Regions from separate parts of the Mus musculus genome. Here region 1 is linked to region 2. Evidence: chromatin contacts called from public promoter capture Hi-C data. All regions are on one chromosome and are shown on one strand. The core of a region is the stretch at or near the end of the contact, and the rest is flanking DNA. Distances in the headings are between cores, read along the strand shown.

What was found. Promoter capture Hi-C pulls out the DNA fragments that hold promoters and counts their contacts.
Region 1: a contact with region 2 is called in a promoter capture Hi-C map of liver, with 2.6 times the contacts expected there. The contact joins the promoter of Sstr4 here to the enhancer-like site in region 2. A contact is called at or near these places in 14 of 39 promoter capture datasets (the 3T3-L1 cell line, 3T3-L1-derived adipocytes, the C10 cell line and 8 more), 14 of 484 Hi-C or Micro-C datasets (adipose-derived mesenchymal stem cells, cardiomyocytes, cerebellum and 7 more), 6 of 115 datasets of contacts at active chromatin or transcription factors (embryonic forebrain, embryonic hindbrain, extraembryonic endoderm stem cells and 3 more) and 1 of 9 other capture datasets (embryonic stem cells).

The regions. Positions count from the first base shown.
Region 1 is chr2:148,393,512-148,398,674 of GRCm38.p6, reverse strand. Sstr4 (somatostatin receptor 4) reads right to left here and starts at 3,298. Exons shown (of 1, transcript NM_009219.3): 1 at 1,911-3,298. The coding sequence starts at 3,204. The coding sequence ends at 2,047.
Region 2 is chr2:147,812,842-147,817,771 of GRCm38.p6, reverse strand. No RefSeq gene overlaps it. Among named protein-coding and RNA genes, the nearest start is that of Gm25516, 60 kb to the left of the region's middle. Within about 2 kb of position 3,246, at least 14 of the 459 cell types and tissues checked have an H3K27ac peak or open chromatin away from gene starts, as enhancers often do. A contact at or near this core is called in liver, where this site is marked.

The DNA.
Region 1 (5,163 bases), core at 2,049-4,548, 580 kb before region 2:
GCCTTTGATACAGAAGAGACCTGGCTATGCCGTTTTCTCATAGGTAAGTCAAGATCAATTGAGTAGCAGACTCTGATGACTTCCACATACTCCTGCACCACCCTTGAGACACCCACAATCAACACCAGTTGTCACTATCAGGCCATCTAGCTGGCTGACTATTTCAGAAAGTGAGAATGCAACAGGTCTATGTCCACACACTTAACTTTCTCTTTTCTACTGTTGGTGGGGAAGGTGGAATCTCCAGTCTTAGCTGCTAAGAGTCACCATGTGGGACTGGGGATATAGCTCAGTTGGTAAAGTGCCTGCCTAGCCTCCACGAGGCGCTGAGTTTTATCCCTAACATGGAACAGGCATGATGCTGAACAATCTAATCCCAACACTCAGTGGGTAGAGGTAGGAGGATCATAAGTTTAAGTCCATCCTCGGCTACTATGTAGTGAATTGATGGCTAGCTGGTGTTACATGAGATCTTGTCTCAACAGCAACAGAACAACAATAGCTAAAACAACAGAAAACACTGGGTCAGCTAAAGAGTTGCCAAACAACAAGGAGCAGTTGATTTTTCCAGGCAAAAATTCTGAAGACCTGGCCTGAGTGACCTGCTTGGGTTTTAAGATATTTGTGCCTGGGACCAGAATTCAGCCGCCTTGTCCATTTCCCACATACCAGGCAGCTGCTACTGTCATACAAGTCATGGCTCTGGGCAAGAAGCCCAGAAAAAGGTCACCTCCTGCTTCTCCCAGGGTTTCAGAGATTCACTGTAACCCACAGGGTGGTGGAGCATTCCCTCAGGCCCCACTCTACTTCTTGGTTCACTCTGGATCCTCATTAGCCTCCCAACAGCTAGATAGAACTCATGCTGACTGCCCTAGAAGACACAGGGCTATGTTCTTTAGGATGATAGGATCCAGGTGTTTTCTTTTCAAGAACACTCTCCCTTGCCAGGCAGCTGTGGAGACTGCCCAGATGACTACCCTGTGCTTCCTCCTCCCCCTCTTGGCTCGTTGTTCTAGTACCACCAGCGATGGCTCAGTAGAACTCAGCAGGGCATTTTTGCTATACTGATCTGGGCTGTAATCAGCCACTTCTCACCCAGATGCTGCATAAGCTGGGTTCCCTCCAGCGCTTTAGCCTAAGTAAAGCTCTTACAGGCTGTGAATCTTCCTCAGGGGAAGTATACTGAAGCTGTGGTTAACTTACAAGGCACAGGAATGGCTTTTCACTGTGGTCATCATCTGATGTCAAAACAGAGTCTGTTTCCCCTCCACCTAGTTCTCTGGTCTTTTTCCGACACCTTCCCCCTCATAGCATAGCTCGGGCTTTAATGGGGTTTCATATTCCTGCAATCAGGGACGGGGGTGGAAAAAAAATTGCAGCTGATGAGATTTTAATCCTTTCTGCCTTTGAATTCCTGACCAGAAGTTTTATGCCTTGCAAAACCGCCCCACATCATGCTTCTTTAAGCCTTTCACACTCACAGGAAGTCTCTACTGGCCCCTTGACAACTGGAAAACACTTGTACAGTGACAGTGCAAGTGCCCTCGTCTGTTACGTAGACATCTCACTTAGCAACGAGAGCCTCAGACCGACACAGAGGGAAACCACTTGGAGTTATCCTATCTTCTCCCTTGTCTCACCATACACACTATGCTACCATACAGCAAAGAGCCTACACAGAGCACAGGCTCTGCCTACCTCAGCCTCCCAAGGGCTCTTTCAAGCAGTCACTGTCACAAGTCACACAAGGGTAGACATTCCTTTCTGACCACCACCTGCTTCCCACCTCTTGAAAAATTGCCAGAGGCCCAGGAATGGATGGTACTTTAGCCCAAATCCCAGGGCAGTCCTACCCCCATGGAGGTGTCCTTGGAGCCAGTCCTAGGAGAGGGAGGGACTAGCAGGAGTCCTGAGGCTCCTGGGGACAGCACACAGGCTGCTGAAAGGGCCTGGCTTAGTGAAAACAGGAGTTGTTCTTGAAGTTGCTGGCTTGAGAGAGTGGCGCAGACCCGTTTGCAGGCGAGGTGAGGGAGGGTAAAATGGTTTTCAGAAAGTAGTGGTCTTGGTGAAAGGGACTTGCTTGCAGCCAGGTTCTGCTTGCACGGGCTCCTGCTGGCAGGGCAGAGGAGGGCATATGCATCCTGCACCCCCTCTGCTTTTGAGAGCAGTGGCATAGTAGTCCAGGGGCTCTTCCTCAGCACCTCCAGTTGTTTCCAGGAGACAGCAGCGCAGGCACAGAACCCGCTGGAAAGAGCGCCGGAAGTTGTCAGAGAGGAAGCCATAGAGAATGGGATTGGCACAGCTGTTGGCATAGCTCAGGATGAGGGACACATGGTTGACAGTGGCATCGAGGCTGGTGACAAACAGGTTCAGAAGCTGCACCACATAGAAAGGCATCCAGCATAGCACAAAGACGGTCACCACCATTAGCACGAGCCTAGTGATCTTCTTCTCTGAGCGCCTCCGTTGTTGCCAGCCAGCCCGCAGGGCCACAGCGCGCATCTTGCCCACAATAAGCAGGTAGCATAATCCGATGGCCAGAACCGGGAGTAGGAAGCCCAACAAAAAAGTATAGATCACAAAGACCGCAGACCAGGCCGGGTGAGGCCAGTGCAGGTTGCAAGCCACGGCCTCGCCCCCACGAGCTGGCCTGGTGTCAGCGAAGACTGCGATGGGCAGGGTGACCAGCAAGGATGCTAGCCACACTCCCAGGTTGATTAGCTTGGCCACGCTGGGCCGCCGGTAGGTGGCGGCGCGCAGAGGGTGCACAACAGCCACATAGCGGTCCACGCTGAGCACGGTGAGGCAGAAGACACTAGTGAACATGTTCAGGCCGTCCACGCTAAGCACTGCGCGACACAGCACCGCCCCGAACGGCCAGTGGCGCAGGGCAGCCGCCGAGGCCACGAATGGCACGCTGAGCATGAAGAGCTCATCGGCGACGGCCAGGTTGAGTAGGTAGATGTTGGTGGCTGTCTTCATCTTGGCATAGCGTAGGATCACGAAGATGACCAGGGCGTTTCCCACCAGGCCCACCAGACACACGAGCGCATAGATGCACTGGATAGTGACCATGCCCGCTGTCCCTGTGCCGTCGGACCCCATCGCATCCTCCTCCTCCTCGTCCGGAGCCCAGCTGGCGTTGATCCCAGGGGTCCAGGTGGTGTCCTCGACCCCCGGAGGCAGAGTTGCTGGCGCGTTCATGTCTCGGGGTGCCCACCCCGGGCAGCGGAATGCGGTGGAGAGCAGCGGAGCGCTGAGCCAAGGACCAAGAGGCGGGCTGGGGTCGCGCGCGCACACGCTCGGCTCAGCCGCTCCGCCTAAGAAGTGCGCGGGGGCCCGGGAGCACCCGCCAATCCCTGCGCTGCCGCGCGCCCCTCGGCCGCGGGAGCTCCATTTGCCCGGCGCGCGCCCTTCCCTTCGCGCGCCCAACCTCAGGTGCCTTTGCCCGAAGAGCTCTTGTGGGCTTTTCTTACCTGCGCCACCTCTGCCATGTTGCCAGTTTCGCCGGGCTATCAGAAACTTTACTTGGAACCCGTCCTACCGTGTGCCGCTAGATCTCGCCTCCGTCAGCTCTTCAGATCCTCTCCCCTTAGGATCCTGGTTCTCTCCGAATCGCTCGCTCACTACCTACAGTTTTCTGGGTATTAAAGTATCTGGATGGCCCCAGATTACCCCAAGCACCCAAGCACGCAGAGCCATCATCCCAGCACCTGACAGCCCTTCCCTGCTCTTTCAATGTTCAGAAAGTCCTGTATTGTCCTTTAGCTCAGTCCAGGGATGAGGGAAACTGAAAGTCTCTATGGACATTTCTGTGGATTCAAGGTCGATAAGAGGCCAGAGGTGGAGTTGGGGTCCTGGGGTGTGTGTCTTGGATCTCTCCCTCTCTTCCTGCCCGCCCGCCCTCCCTCACCCCAAACACTGGCCCTCTGAATCTTTTAAATTGAATCTGCATGGAATTAAGGTCCTCAGGAAATGGAGTGGTATTAGGAGAACTAGAGATACCTTTAACCCCAAGATAACTAACCTCAGGCAAGTGAAATGGCTCAGGGATAAAAGTGCTTGCTCTTAAGCCTGAAGACCTGAATTTTATCCCTATGATTCACAAGAAAAGAAATTTGACCTCTATTTCCCACTGTGGCATGCATGCATCTGCCTCCCATCATTCATATATATATATATATATATATATATATATATATATATATATACACATGTATATATATACATATATATATATATACACACACACACACATGAGAGAGAGAGAGAGACAGAGACAGAGAGAGAAAGAGAGAGAGACAGAGACAGAGAGAGAAAGAGAGAGAGACAGAGACAGAGAGAGAAAGAGAGAGAGACAGAGAGAGAATGCTAGTGGTGACATACGGTTTTAATCCTGGCACTTGGGAGGCAGAGGCTAGCCTGGTCTACAGAGTGAGGTAGCCAGAGCTACACAGAGAAACCCTATCTCAAAAAACAAAACAAAGAAAAAAAAATAAAAGAGAAAAAGAAAAAGAAAGTGAATCCCTGTCTCCCAGGTGCTTTGAGTAAGTGGACTCCAGTGACAGAGAGACCTGCTAACTCCCACATGGCACTCACTCATGGAGGTTCCTGCCACAGGAAGAAAGATGGCTTGCCAGCCTGTGTCATCCATCCCTGCTTCCAAACTCACTGCTAGACATGAGCAGGGAACCCTCCACTTCTGCCCTAGATAAGCTGCTAAAGCAAGGCCCTAGAGAAGAGCTGGCCCTAAAGGGCATGACCCCTTTTGTGGTCAGTCCTTAAATGTGCCTGCTTTTTCCTTTAGTCTTATTCCTATCAATGTCTCCATGGGAGGGGCCTGGACCCTCACACAGAAAAAAAGCAGAGGAAATGTTTAGTGGAAGGAGGTGTCCAGTGCTTTCTGTGTAACTCTGGACTCTGGAGAGACTCTTCAGTAACTGTTCCACAGATTACCTCTATTTCCAGGTCAAGCGTGTTGTCTGTCTGTCCCCTTCCCTGGACTCACCTCCTCCGAGGTCCCTTCACCTATTGAGCATTCAGTACTCTCTCTTCCTGGAAAAGTCTTTCCTGAAGTTCTCCGGGTGAGCTTTTGGAATCTTCCTACTTCTTCCTCAAAAGTTCCTTCCTGGTACTTCCTGCCTCCATACTCTTTGCCTCGGG
Region 2 (4,930 bases), core at 1,997-4,496:
AAACAAGAAAAACAAACTAGAACAGCCGCACACATGACCAAGACTGTGCACCAATGGGACTGTTGGCTTCATTTCTTTTGAATTCCAATGTTACTTTAGATTTCAAGATTGAACATATATCTCCAGAAAGTACTTCTTTTCTGAAGACACAATATAGAAATTATCCAACATAGAGTACTTTTTCTTTCAGTGTACAACCCAACTAGTTTGCCAGCTATGCACAAACTGAGGAAGGCCAGTAAATGAGAAAACAGCCCCCCATCTATATGCAAGCATCATGGAATGAGTAAAGGTTATTGATGCTCTTGCACCCTATGGTAGAGACCTAAAGTAAGCAAGGAGAGTCCTGAATGAACTAAGCCTAATGTCAATGTTTCTGCCAGTAGTGACATAGACTCTTATGGAAGTTGAAACATTTGTCCCTTTAGACCTTCGGATGGCAATCCCTGCCAAAAAAATCCCCTAGAATTCCTTAAGGGAAATTCTAGGGGTGAAATTCATCCAACAAATTCTCAATAAGCTAGTCATGATCTGAATGAAGCTGCCCAGGCATACAGCTGCCCCTCTGAAGAGGGAAAGAAGGTTTCCTTGTATGTGTGCCCCTCTTTGGGAAGCCCAGCTCCCAGCAACTGGGCAGCCTGTGGCCAGCTCAAGCCAAGACACTGGGTACAGCCTGGACCCCACCCTTAAACACAGACTTCCCGTTCAGTAGCAGTTTCTGGCACTGGAGTCTTCATTTCTCCAAACTGCCACCACTATTTGGATAAAATAACATTTGAACACATTCGAATCCTCTGTTGGAGGATATTTTCAGACAGAATAGTGAAAACACTCCCCTCCCTTGTACGTTTTCCAGAGTCATTTTTAAGACAGTAAAAAAGAATTAATTTTTCATGAACCCCCACTTCCAGAAATTATCCCTTCCTATAAATTCTCTTGAACTATATTTTGGGATCTTAATACCTTTTTAAATACCCCCCTCTCAAGTGGGGCGTTTCTTGATGATGATACTCTCAAGCTAATTTAAAACTCTGTATCAGCAGTGGAAAAACCATGGTGCTCATGCCAAACCCCGTGCCTGTCTGTCTTATTTTTATAAAGCTTTATTGGGACAGACCTGTGAGTTTAATGGCAGGCTATGTGACTGCTTTTCTGCCACAGTGGAAGAGCTAAGTCATAAGACAGAGGCTCTGGGGCTCACATGCCTAAAGTATTTACTAATTGGCTCTCTGCAAAACAAATTTGCTGACCCCTGTCCTACTTCTTAAAAGACAACTGAAGTGCCCATCCATGCCCTCCTAACTCATGCCAAGATTAACACATGGTTTCTGTGTTTTCAACAACTGCTTTTTTTACTCATTCTCCAGCTTTGGGTCATGAGATTCTAAATTCAGAGCCTCCAAAATTATGGCCCTGACACTATGCCTCACCATTCAGATTCAATTTCTCGATGAATCTGTCCTGAACGGAGCAATGGATGTAACTTTCATTCTAAGACCATACTCATTCTCTTGGGGAAGAAAAACATGAAAATGAGTTTTGTATAACCATGTGTTGAAATGTCTTATCTTTTTTATCTTTCATCTATTTAATTTCCCATCTGTGGGTTAGAGGCCTTGTTAGATATTCTATGGTCTCAAGATAATTTACCATTTAGCCACACAGCAAGACTTTAAAGCTAGCATGAGGAATCCCTCTGTATAGGTGATGGATTGGGAATCAGAGAGGTGAGAGGATTTACTTAAATTTGCTAAGCTCTTAAGTGGCCGAGTCAGAATTTAAGTCAGGTTAGGCTCTATTTCAATTGCCTTTTGATTTGTGTTGTATCTCCAGAGAGTAATAATAACTCTGTTAGCTAGACTAGTGGAAATATTGTAAAAAAATTATTTTGCATCTTTCCCTGTTCTCTTACTGCCTCTTCACAAGAGCTCAGCATCATGACTGACAACACAAATTTTACAGTGATGTAGAAGAATTTGAAGCTACTGTGTGGTGTATTAGGCCTAGGTAGTGACTTAACCTGTCAGAGCCTTCCCTGTTTCTTCTACACAATGGAATCAATAACACAGTCATAGAAAACACCCACTAGGTGGTTATAATAGATTTATTAAATTACCGAGGATAATCTTTAACTTGACTGCCCAGAGGCCATTGAGATCAGTTGTTAGAAACAGAAGCACTACCAAGAAAATTACACAAGTTTAAGTGATGTGCTTACATTTGCACCTTATGGCTAATCTTCTGGACTGCACTTCTTGTCAAGCGTCAGTGTCTATGGTCTATATGTCTCCTGTTGTGGCTGTTTGACTTAGGTTTCTACTATTGTGATAAAACACCATTACCAAAGGCAATTTGGAGAGGAAAGGATAAAATTTCATTTTACAGCTTGTAGTACTTTATCCAGAGAAGTCATAGCAGGAACTTGAGGTAGGAGCTCAGAGGCGGGACATAAAGCAGAAGCCAAGAATGAATAGTGCTTACTGGCTTGCTCTTCATGGCTTGCAAGGCCTGCTTTCTTATAGAACCCAGGATAACCAGCCCGGAGGTGGCGTAGTGCCCAGTGAGCTGGGCCCTCCCACATTAACCATCAATCAAGTAAATGAACCCCAGTTTGTTGATAGGGTATTCTAGTAAGGACATTTTCTCAACTTAAGTTTCCTCTTCTCAAATGACTCTAGCATGTTTTAAGCTGACATAAAACTAACCAACACACAGGTACAGAGTGTTATTACAAGAAGATTTATTGTTGCTGTTGGTTGAGACTCAAAGCCTTCTCTATAGCTCTGTCTCTCACGTGTATAACATGTGAGAGAATACAAAGAAACAGCGCCAGCATCCAGCCTGCCAGTTTGCCAATGAACCACCTGGAAACGAGAGGATAATTATAATTCTAGTCACACACTAGTGCATTAGAAAAATGTGAAATCTACTGCTCACCCACGACATGGCATCAAGTGGCCCTAGCAGCAGAGGGACAAACCCTGGACCACTTTAGGGGGAATGGTTCTGAAAAGTAGAGATTCTGAACTTGACCGGAGATGTTCAGAAAGAAAAAAAAATCTGCACAGAATTCAGATATGGGCTGTCCTGGTGTCCTAAACTCTTCTTAGGGCAAGGGACTGGATGTTTTCGCAGAGGGAGAGAGTGGTTTGTAATCATCTAAAGATACAAGTTCTCACTTGAACCAAGGAAGCACCATAGGGAAGCTCTTGCTGGAGGACAGACTAGGAAGTTTGCAACAGTGCTGTCCATGTGGGAGGCTCGGGGACAATGACAGCAAACACTGTGCTCCAAGAAGCACTCACCTCTGCCATTATCTAGATAAAAAACTTTGGAAAAGTTACTCTGTAAATTTCAGTGAAACATAGACTAACCTTTGGAATATGTGGCCAGCAAAATTCTGGCAGCATTTGCCAAGGTCACTAATTGGAACATGCACACGGCTCACCTGCACTCTCCTGAAGTACAGATTTGGTAGTCTACAGTTAGGTTTTTCTACCAAGCTCTTCAGCTCCTCAATGGTCCTAGCCCGGGACACAGCTCACATGGCCACACCATAGAGGGCCTGTGAAGTAGGATGGGTTACCAAGCAATCCCTTCCATTCCCCCAAAGGAAGCCAGGACTCATGATCACCTTCTGGCGGACCAAGTCCTTTGTCCTGAACATCACCATACTTCAGGGTTCTTCTAAGTAAGGTTTCTATATAATTTCACCTGATGCAAAAATATTCTGTGAATGAGCATTGTGCTGGGTTCGATATTAGAACTGAGTTTTTTTTTTTTTTTTTTTTTTTAAGTGAAGCCCAGTAGTAGACGTTTTTCTTCCCTTGTCTGCAAAATTTCTGGTGTTCTGTCTTGCTTTATTCCTAAAAGAATATTTCTTGTTTGCATATTTACTTCTGTGAGTAAAGAAAGCACCTTAGGTTATCTGTCCAGAGGGAAATAGGACAAGAAGCAAAAAGGCATTCAAACAGTAAATAAACTATTTAGGATTTGGTGCGTATTCATGAGTCACAGGGTAGGAAGAGGAACTGAGCTGCTGGGGTTGGTAAACCACAAGCCTGTGAATCAACAGCACTCCGTTTGCTGTTCTAATAATGGCAAACACCAAGGTGTACCAAAGTGGGTGTGAGGGGTTTCCTCTTGTTACTGCTTATATGATGTTTGGACATAGTGTTAAGTTCACTCAGAGGATACAGGAAGATTTTCTGCTGCTCTGAGAAGGTGAGGGAGTAGGGTTCCCTCTGCCATTCAGGAGAGAGAAGTGGGAAGAGACAGAATCCTACCCAACATGAGTGGGTACCATCCATTCTGCTGTACAACCATGAACACAAGCCCTTCATACTGGTGACTATGTCCTGGTGTTCCTTTTACTCTCCTCCCAACAGATCTAGGGACCAGAAGCACTCGCTGTAACTGAGGAGAAAGCAAGTCTGGAAATGAATGAACCATCATAAGATGTAGCTGAGGTTTGGGCTCATGCCTCCAAGAGGCCAGGAGCTTTTCTGATATTTATCAAAGAAACAGCTTCTGAGATGAAAGAGTCTCATTATTGCATCTATCAGATGAGAAAACTAGGACTGAGGATTTTGCAGTGAACACAACACACCAAAGGTCAACACTGTGGTATATAAACTTTTTCTTATTTCTTTTATTTTGTTTACTTGCAGTGCTGGAGACCAAGCCTATGGCCTCACACAAACTAGGCAACTGCTTTACCATCGAACTATAAGAAAAGCACTTGAGAAACTCTGTTTTGATTCATGGATTCATGACTTTTTTTTCTTCAGTGCTGCAGCCTCTAAATCCCACATGTATATGAGACCTGTGTGACTGTCTTCATCTTCCTCAGCATGTGCAAGTACATGTGCATGCTAGCCTCATGAAAGCATGTCTGCAGCAGTATATAGCATGCTTGTGAATGCAAGAA